Linked DNA regions of Drosophila melanogaster: regions 1 and 2 are each linked to region 3. A link is a contact called in public Hi-C data. All regions are on one chromosome and are shown on one strand. Each heading gives the region's core, a stretch centred on a gene start, on an enhancer-like site or on the middle of the called end of the contact. The rest is flanking DNA. Distances are from core to core; before and after follow the strand shown.

What was found. A called contact is a pair of places that touch in the nucleus more often than the background predicts.
Region 1: a contact with region 3 is called in a Hi-C map of the Kc167 cell line, with 4 times the contacts expected there. The contact joins the promoter of Scamp here to the promoter of gce in region 3. A contact is called at or near these places in 4 of 107 Hi-C or Micro-C datasets (the Kc167 cell line, the S2 cell line and embryo) and 1 of 6 datasets of contacts at active chromatin or transcription factors (the Kc167 cell line).
Region 2: a Hi-C map of the Kc167 cell line shows a contact between it and region 3, with 6 times the contacts expected there. The contact joins the promoter of lncRNA:CR44888 here to the promoter of gce in region 3. A contact is called at or near these places in 3 of 107 Hi-C or Micro-C datasets (the D17-c3 cell line, the Kc167 cell line and the OSC cell line).

The regions. Positions count from the first base shown.
Region 1 is chrX:15,448,451-15,452,084 of dm6, reverse strand. It overlaps Scamp (scamp,), which reads left to right and starts at 2,202. Exons shown (of 5, transcript NM_167442.2): 1 at 2,202-2,380; 2 at 2,577-3,226; 3 at 3,505-3,634. The coding sequence starts at 2,318. The coding sequence ends at 2,852. Ahcy (Adenosylhomocysteinase) reads right to left here and starts at 1,824. Exons shown (of 3, transcript NM_001298339.1): 1 at 1,670-1,824; 2 at 1,228-1,418; 3 at 1-690. The coding sequence starts at 1,694.
Region 2 is chrX:15,495,884-15,499,299 of dm6, reverse strand. It overlaps lncRNA:CR44888 (long non-coding RNA:CR44888), which reads left to right and starts at 1,438. Exons shown (of 1, transcript NR_123918.1): 1 at 1,438-1,777. All of the region lies in intron 2 of Gmap (Golgi microtubule-associated protein), which reads right to left.
Region 3 is chrX:15,296,265-15,299,619 of dm6, reverse strand. gce (germ cell-expressed bHLH-PAS) reads right to left here and starts at 1,854. Exons shown (of 10, transcript NM_001272637.2): 1 at 1,684-1,854. It overlaps CG5877, which reads right to left. Exons shown (of 2, transcript NM_132786.4): 2 at 2,451-3,355. The coding sequence ends at 3,067. It also overlaps asRNA:CR44429.

The sequences.
Region 1 (3,634 bases), core at 953-3,452, 150 kb before region 3:
GAAGTGGCCGATGTTGCACACGATGGCATCGTCGGGCATTTGTTGCAAGTGCACGCTGGTGATGATGTCCCGGCAGCCGGTGGTGGTCACAAAGATGGAAGCCTCCTTGCTGGCCTCCTCCATGGTGGTAACCTCATAGCCCTCCATCGCCGCCTGCAGGGCGTTGATGGGATCGACCTCGGTGACGATCACCCGACCACCGAATCCTTTCAGTGCCTGGGCACAGCCCTTGCCCACATCACCGTATCCGGCCACGCAGCAGACCTTTCCAGCGATCATGACGTCCGTGGCCCGCTTGATGCCATCGATCAGCGACTCGCGGCAGCCATACAGATTGTCAAACTTGCTCTTGGTCACCGAATCGTTGACATTGATGGCCGGTACGCCAAGACGACCCTCCTTGAACATCTTGTACAGGTTGTGGACACCGGTGGTCGTCTCCTCGCTGAGGCCCTTGATGTTTTTCAGATACTGGGGGAACTTTTCGTGCACCAGGTTGGTCAGATCGCCGCCATCGTCCAGGATCATGTTCAGGGGCTGGCCGTCGGGGAAGACCAAGGTCTGCTCGATGCACCACATGTACTCCTCATCGGTCTCACCCTTCCAGGCGTACACGGGCACGCCGGTGGCAGCGATGGCCGCGGCAGCATTATCCTGGGTGCTGAAGATGTTGCAGCTGGACCATTGGACCTGGATAAAAGAATGAAAATGTAGTTCATGCGTTGAAGTTGAGATGTGGATGGGAAGGAACCTAAATTATATAGATATTTGCAAACTGATTTGCATTGCATATAGGATTGATCTATATCAGGAAATCTATGTATTTCAGGACATCAGCATTTGGCAGAAAATAGTTGCCATGTGCGAGGATTGAAGCAGATGGTGCTGCGTCAGAGGAAATAACAATCTGGAGGTCTTATCTTGGGCGCCTTGAACTTGCCCCCCTGCTGTTAAACGAAAGTTTTGTTATTCAAATTGGTGCGTAAACCAAAGGTGATAAGGGACCAGCCCTTGGACAATGCTTGGAGATACCTATCTTTCTACCTAATTTACAATTTCCTTACGGAATTTTGGTCGGTTTTATGGTTTTTGAAATGGTTTTTAGTATTGAAATGATGCTATCTTTGTGTATTATCCCGACTGTTCAGACCTACAGTTGGGCATACAATTCGAATGGTGGTACGATGCATAAAATCATTTAGAGCGCCAAAGAGGCACTGAACCCACCTGAGCGCCCAGTTCGACGAGGGTCTCGATGAGCACGGCGGTCTGGACGGTCATGTGCAGGCAGCCGGTGATGCGGGCGCCCTTGAGGGGCTTAGATGGGCCGTACTTCTTCCTGCAGGCCATCAGACCGGGCATCTCGTTCTCCGCAATAATGATCGCCTTGCGTCCCCATTCCGCCAGACTGATATCGGCTGTCGAGTGGGATATAAAAGGGAGATAGGGTCAGATAAGCAGGCACTGTTGATTTATACACCATACGGTCTGAATTTCTACGTTTTTTGCCCCAGCAACAACGTGCTCTCCTCTGTTTTGTCTCTCTTTTAACCTCAGAAACATGTGCTCATGAATAGATGCAATTCACCCGCACATGTCGCCTGTTGCCGGCCGGAGATTCGATTCGAGAGTTTGCCATCCGTTTGGGTTTATTTATAACGCAACTCACCGACTTTGTAGCTGGGCTTCGACATTCTTGCAAGGATTGGATGTTTGACTTGGATGCGGAGCAGACAGAATCGCACACAACCGAATTGGAGACGCGGGCAGCGGTAAATGAATCGAATCGCAACCCAAGACACTAGAATTCCAATTGCGGAATGGCGGCCCCAGGGATGGGAACTGGTTCCACGCAGCTGGTTCAGCTGGAGCAGTTCCGATTGGCACGATTGTTGCCATTTAAATTTAAAATTCATATGATAACTGCTGGTTTACATCCAATTGTATATAGAATCTTTTCTTTTTGCTATCATTTTAATAAAATGTATTAATAGGTCCTAAAAAATCAGACCATTGTATACCAGTTATTCACATTTTTCAGAATTCTAGATTAATGTTAAATGTGTTAAATAATAAGTTTTTCTGCCAAAATGAATTTAATATGTAATTCAAATAACATTAATTCTTTAAAGTAATTCTTTCGATATTTGAGGCCTACACTTTGATTCCCAACGAAAGCTTATCGATGCTGAACCATCACTAAAACCGACATCGATAACTGAGCAGAGTCTTAGGGAAAATATACACAGCGAAAAGCAAAGTGCGAGTCAGTGCGTTTTTCTGGTCATTGAACAGCCGTATCCAAAGTAGAATTCCCATGTCCGGCTCCGGTCTCGACGAGAATCCCTTCGGGGAGCCCAATCTGGACAATCCGTTTGCGGTGAGGCGATAGAAGAGCTAGGAGAGAGAGCGCGGAAGCCGAAGAAAAAACCCATCGCACACACACGCACACGTACGCAAAGGTGGGGTGTTGGTGTGCGTGCCTGTGAGTGTAGTGTGTGTGTGTGTTGGGTGCATTCGTCACATATGTTGAATGAATTGGTTTCTGATTGGGATTTCCCGGTTTTCCCCCGCAGGACCCCGCCATCCAGCAGGCACGACGACTCCAGAGCGGCGCCGCCCTTGTCTCTCTTGAGGATTACAATCCATTCGAGGAGCAGGCCAAGCCGCAGCTGCAGATCAACTCAACGAACACGGCGGCGGTGGTCCAGCCGCTATCGCAGAACATTCCGCCCCCGCAGACCAGTTCCCTGGGCGCCTCGGCGCCTAGCACCAGCATACAGATCACCTCGGAGGAGCTGCAGGTAACCCACTTGGCCGGTCGTCTCGCGTTACCGCCCACACAACAGTGAGCACTCTGCGGTGTGCTGTGCCGGCATGGCCACATCCGCAATACTCCAAAAACCGCATATGTACATCCAAATACTCGGAAACAATCGAAATGGACCACACCACACAGTTACACTAAAAGTTTGCCCTAAAAGTCTGTACAGTAATCACTTTGCTAGAGTGCCGGGATTAGGGCAGGCATATCACATTTTACTCTCCATCAAGAGTCAGAAAGATAAGCGGGCTTATCTCGATCTGCCAACGATATATCCGCTTTGGAGCATTTATCTGGTTGAGACTAGAAGCGGCTGCCGCGCCGAGTCTTCACTGTGCAAACTGCGGTTTCTCTTGATTTACTTGGCTTCTTCGGCCCTACACAATAATTCAAGAAATACTAGTTAGTAGATCTAAATACATATGATTTGGAGGCTTAAGTTTGCACTTTATTCTTGTACAGAATATTTCCTATAGATAGGCCAAATGCCTGAGGTTAAGATAGAAGTTTAACAAACTCAAGATTTGGATGTGAATTCCTATCATTGAATTTCGCCTTTGTTTTCCCAAATATGTAAATGAATAAGATTTAAAGTATTTACCATATACGGCCAATTTATTAAGTCATACAAAATGTATATATAAAACAGTCGATAATCATATGATTTTCATTGTATCCAGCGCCGGCAGGAGGAGTTGGACCGCAAGGCCGCCGAACTGGACCGCCGCGAGCAGCAGCTACAGGGCAATGTGCCGCAGCTGAACAACTGGCCACCGCTGCCGGATAACTTTTGTGTAAAGCCGTGCTTCT
Region 2 (3,416 bases), core at 189-2,688, 200 kb before region 3:
AATCAAAAAAATAATAGGTTTTGTTCGAAAAAAAAATGAGGAAAAAACAAGAGTCAAATGTAATGCAACTTTTCACTTAATTACGCGATACAATTTTAAGGCAGCGATACAAAAAAAAATTAGTTAAACTTATTGTTCTGTTTAGGATATATATGTTTCAAACTTTATAATGGGTTTTCGGTTTCGAGGGGGTGGCAACGCCGCACCGACGCGAGCAGCGATTGCGACCGAGGCAACGGAGGAGCGATAATACCGGTACGTCCGATCCGCTGAGCGAGCGATCGACGAGTGATTGTTGCGTGCAGTGCGCCGGTGGAAATAGCGACCGGCGGCGATCGCATGCGACGGAACTGCAGCCGAAGCCGCACACGAAGCCAGTGCCGAAGTCGTCGAGCCGAGCACACGAAGCGCAGCACGAAGCGCCATCGGTGGGGAAAGAGCGAGCGAAAGAGACGACAGATGGCGCGAATAAGGATCATCATATCTTTGAAACGAACTCAGGCTAAGTGGGAACTATTAAAACCGTTTGAAGTTCTAGTTTCTAACTATATATTTGGTTATATGTGTTATGTGTAAAGGATTCTCTAAAGTCGAGCTACGCTAATCTATATTATATAATATAACAAATTATTATTACCAAGCTTTAATATCAATTTTATTATCTGGTACCCATCAAAAACATATTACCAGCATATCAAAAGCATACCTATTACACAGTTACTTGCTTTATCGAATTCCAGCACGTCACGTTAGAGTTTCACATCATTAAATGAATGATTAGCGTTTTTGCGTTTGAATTATATTTTTATTGCTTAGCAACTATGGTCATACTGATCCCATTAGATATACTTTAAAACTGCGTGATGAAAGCAAGACTTTGATGAGTTTGGTGAGTTTGGATCCCAGTTTAAAAACAGTTCAAAGGACATAGCCATTGAGTTGATGAACCCGACCAATCGCGACTATGATTCATAACTCTGATTCATTTGAAAGGTATAAAATCAGAGATAAAGACCGCGCTGGGTGGGGAGATAGCAGCGACGGGGTTAATGGATAAAATGGTAAGACATTTATCATGACAGCCGTACATAACCTCACTCGGCGGTGGGATGGATGTGGGTACATGGGCATTTGTACATGGATTCGGATATATGTATGTATGTGTACATATGTATGGCGATATGCACACGTAGCCAGCAACTTCGACTTGCTCTCCATTTCAAAACTCAAATAATGCGCGTCGGCTATTTAACTTGAAATTAAGCGACGTTTGTTGTTGTTTTTATTTATTTTCTTTTTTTTTCTTTTTGTGTTGTTTAAAGAATTGCTTATGTGTGTGCGTGTGTGTGTGTGTGCGATGGTGTTGTTGTCGCTATTGTTGTTGTACCGCTGGAGACGGCTTTATTTGCTTATTTTGCTCATTTTGTTTGTTCTCAGCGCTCAGTGATGTATGCTCTCTGCTGGCCGCTCTCCGATCGCCTCAATCGTCTGTACCGCCTCTGCTGCCCCGCCCCCAAACCGTCCTACCGCCCCTCTGCCACTTCTGGCGACGCTGCACCGCCGTCTAAAATACACCTACAGTCCGACAACTCTATGACGATCTTTGAAAACCGTAATCTCAAGACCCGAAATTCCCAAAATCTTTCTAACGTGCATTGCTTTGAATAAAGAGCCAGTTCTATTCATCAGCAACTTTGAACCCGTACCAAAATTTCATAATAAAGTGGAATTAGCATCTTTAACATGCTGCAATTGACAATATTTCCTAGCTTAAGACCCTACACTGTATTGGCTGAGCTCTCCTAAGACTCCCCTCATTTGAGTTCCTTTTGGGAGAGTCCAGAGATAGAGATAGCAAGTTGTTAAAAGAAAACAAATAAGCCCGCGTATCGTTGCATGGAGGGGGGGGGGGGAGTAGTTGAAAAAAGGTTTGGCTTAGAAAGGGACGGCAGGATGCGACAAAAAGCTGGCTACATAGGCATTACGTGCCATTTAGATAGACCAGTCGCGTTTCCTTGCTTTCCCAAGAGATTTGATGAAGAAAGACGACACCCGGACAACGCATGTAGTTTCATCTTTTCGCTGTGCAAGCACAATTCCAAACTGCCTCGCCGTAATTCAGAGTATATTTTCGGCTATATCATCTATGTAGTATATGATATATGGTATTATATGGTATATGGTATATGCGGTTCTCTAGTGGTTCCATATGGCCACGTCGTTGACTTTAAGCGGGCTGTTGTTACTGGTGTTTCTGTACGGTTTCGGTTTCTGTTTCTGTTTCAGTTGCTGTTTTCACTGTTTCTGTTGTATTTGTTACTGGCGCAATCGAGCGTCTGTGTTTAATTAGCAGATAAAAATACAGTCAACCCATGAAGGTAGAAATACACACAGCACACACAATCGTCTAGACCCCAAGCCCATAGTGGCCATCTCTTTCGCACCTTTTTGGTTGGGCAGGAAGAGTATGGGTATGGGGAGGGCGAGGGGGAAAGGGGGAACACTATCAATGCTTGGTGATATATATGTAAGTATGTACAAAATGTAGGTATATGTCATTATATACTGGCAGCAAACACGTTGCAGGCGTTAATTAGTTTTGGGGGCTTTTCTTTTATCAGCAATGGGAGGAAAAAAAAAAGCAACTGTAACAACAGCCAGCACAACAATGCGCAACACCAGTACACAGATGCACACACACACACACACAAACACATACACACACACACATCTGCACGCTTTTCAAATGCATTTCGTTCGGTTGCGAGTGCAAAGCGAATTGTTCAAAGGGGGGACCCTTGTACTTAGCTTCCTTGTTCCACGTTCATATCAATCGGGCGTGCAAGTTAACAGTGGCGTTAACATGCGTTAAGTACAGTACACCACACACACAACCCCCGCTCCCCCTCCCCACCCGTTGCAATAACTAAAGCTCCACCAACCCTGCCACGCCTCACTCCCCCTTGCCCATATCCCACACAAAAGTCACCGTCTTTGTGGCGCCAATTGTTTAAATCGATTGTATAATAAATTCTTCCTCGCTGCCATTTCGGTTTCATCTTCGGATTGCTTCGTATTTCAATGAATACGTCACTGTGCTTTCTTCAGCGAGCCAATATGTCGAAGAAACGCCCATTTATGTGGCGGAAATAATAGAGAGTACTCCATATTGAGACAAAAACAGAGGCGTAAACTCTTGGGGGGATTTTGGGAATGTCCTTGTAACAATATAACTTCATATATAGCTAGTTATATTGATAATATACCATATAAAAAAAGGTTAACCAATGCAGGGATATAACAGTTACTATTTTAAGACCATTGATCATTGATCGTTTTGGAAAAATACCACAAATAGTTTTACATTCATTCTGAAGTAATACCCAGTAGAATTAACTAGGTTAAGTACCCCGCGA
Region 3 (3,355 bases), core at 605-3,104:
ATAATTACTATATGATTTAAGGTCACCGCCATCTACCTTTTTGATAATATTTCCCCTCGAGCGCGTTTTTGGTTTGTTGTTTCAAACTTTTTTTTTTACACTATAGCACAAGCACTGGCACAAAACACACACACGCAAACAAAAAAAAAGGCGGGGGGGTTGTCAAAACGAAGTTTGTTTGTTGCCTGTTTTATTTCGGTTTTAATTCCTCGTTTTGTTTTTTATTTTATTTTTTTTTTCAACTTTTATATGGGGCTCTGGGGGGCACTGTTTGATAATCCAATTCCATTCGTTAACGCGGCGCCATTTACGTTGCTCGAGCGTGTTCTTTGCATTTTAGCAGCGGCGGCGACCACGAAAAAGGCAAGTTGAAAGAGAAGGAAACTCGCACAATCGCTCACACACGTACGCAGAGCCAAAGAAACATTCAGATACAAATGCGAAATACGAATATACTCATAAAAAAAAAATAAAAAATAATAATAAATACGAAACAGCGACGGCTGGCGAACCGAATTCGAACTCCAAGCTCCAAGCGAACCGAACGAACACCAAGCGGACCAAGCGAACGTCGCGACGCGTCCGTCCGTACCGCTACAGAAACAAAAATTAATTACATATATTGAAATCACAAACTAAACTAATCAGCCAGACGACGAGCGGAGCAGCGACGGCGGCAGCGGCAACGGCAGCGGAGAGCCGAGCCGAGCGCGAATCAGCTGCCCGGAAAGCTAACGCTCCACTCACGCTCCACTCCGCTCCCGCTCCCGCTCTAGGTGCCGCTGCCCCAAAGAAGCAGAAATGGCAGGGAAAAGAGCGTGAAAGATGAAATATACAATAAAAGCTTCGCTCGTCACCGACAGCGGTGCGACAGAGATGGCGATTGGCCAAACGCCCACCAGCAGCGAGTGTGAGCGAGAGCGCAGCAACAACCTGCGTTGGAAAGCTGGCGAGACCTTGACTAAGGTTTCCGGCCGGGAAACCCTCGGCGAGTTCATGCTCACCCAGTACACCGGGAAAAAAGAAAACGTTGCTAAAACTAGAGTTTTGCACAAAAAATCACTTGAATCTCCTCTGTTTATAACAATCTCCAAGGAAGCATTATATAATAATAATAATAAGCTATCAATTATTTTGATTACACTTATCTGTAATAAATTTAGTAATATTTGAGTTATAGATTTGGAAATCTGAGATAAAGATGCTTAAAAAATATGCAAACTGTCACGAATCGCATGCTCGCAAACTGGTTTTCCCCACATTTTCTAGCAGTGCACATTGACTCTCTGCGCTCTCTGTCTCTATCGTTTTCTCATTTTCTGAGTTTCCTCTCTGAAAAGCTTTTCCCCTTTGCTAGAGTAGAGCCGCAAAAGAAGGTTGGTGTTTAGTCTACGAACTTGACGCTGGCGTCTTACACAATGCTGCTTCTTCTTGCTTCTGCTCTACACCAACACAGAGACATCGCAGCACACACACCCAAACAGGAAGAGAAACACACACACACACACGACTTAGAACGGGGGAGCACTCTCAAAAAAATTACACTCGCTATCGAAACGAAATGGAACAAAAAACACTCGGCCGTTATAGCGATATATACATATATATATATATATGTATGTATATATTATTATATATGGATTGGCCTGATACTGGCCAGATATTCCGAGCTCTAGCACTAACCTAGGAACTGGAAACGGTCTGGAGTGCCTGGGAAACCTTGAGAGGAGACTCCGCCGCCATGAGACTAGGGACTACGGAGACGCCACTTGGCCAAACGGGCCGCTTCCACTGCAGCAACGGCCGATGCGGAGCGACAACGCGTCGTGGGACTTGGACAGATGCCGACCGACTGCCATCGATGAAGCCCGGTCCAAAGATGTCGGATGGGTGGACGAGCAGGCGAACAGACGGACGTGCGAATGGACAGCAGCCAGGACTCTCGCGCTCAGACAGCTTTCGATGCGTTTCGGCGAGCGGAGCTTTTCATCCCCACTACCCCTCTGCCCAATCACAGCGTTTCCTCTCCCGATTTCCACGCTTTTCCAAAGAGCAACAGTAACGCACAGGAGTCTTAAGTGGCTGGGCAGACAGGGCGCATACGCAACATTCGAGACGAGTCAACACTCAGCCACAGCCGTCTCGCTCGCGCTCACGCAACTTGGCCACCACACTTGCGGTCACACAAACAGATCGCATACAAAATATCAATCATTTTATCGTCAATATCATTCATGTCATTTAATACAAATCCTTTAATGTGTACATATTAAATCTAAATTTATCAATATTTAACAAGTTAGCTGTTAAAACTACTCATAGCTAAATAGGAATATAAATATTTTTATTTGTAATTTACAAATGTAGAAAACTTCTTAATTTCTTTTGCATATTTAAATGATTTAATAAATTTAAATAAACAGAACCATAAACTATTTGCAATATATTTTAAATTTCAGTAATATAAAAATAAGCTATTTGCAATATATGTTTCATTTCAGCGATATGAAAATGACATAACAAATATGTTGTATTTAGTTCGTCTCACAGCTTCCAGGTGCTACAATTGCGACCTCAGGTGCGCAGTGATTCTTTCGGCGCTGTTTTGGCTTATGAGTTTTGTTCGGTTATCTTGCGATAAACACAATCAAAATAATAAACACAAGAAAATGCTGGATTCGGGGGGAGCGGATTGGCCAGAAGATGAAGTTGGACTAATCTCCGACATTCGATATGCGACTCTGGTTTCCTTGCACAGCAACGAGCGATAAAGTGTTGGAATTTTTTTTTAACATAATCGAACGGCGAGTATTTTTGAGTAGCAAAATCGCTAATTCTGAATTTGTTAGTGAGCCAATTCTGATAAGCGATTTAGGATATATGTAGTAAAATATGCATGTACGCATATAACTGCAAACAGCTTATCGCAATTTCGCCAGTTAACTTAAAGTTGAAGCAAACTTCAGAACTAGATTGTTTGAAGAAATAAATATATTTATGATGCGAACTTATCGAGTCGCCCGAATGGCAAATAACCTCAAAACAAACGAATAAAACCAAAGCGACTTAAAAGCCCCTCAAGACGTCCACTTCCTCGGGCATAGCGAAAATGCGAATCTCTTTTTCGGTCATCAGGTCCTGTAGCGATGCTAGTTTCACTGGCAAAACCTTGGCGCCTTCCATCAGTAGTGACTTGTCCCAGGGACACTCGTCCATGGCCATTATAAGGACTTCTTTGCTGCGCCTAAACGAGGCATTCGTTTTGGATAGGGCAATCATGTACAAGCGCCAATAGATGGAGTTCCTGCGCAGTATGCGATAATGCTCTTCCTCCACATCCAAACGATCTAAATTG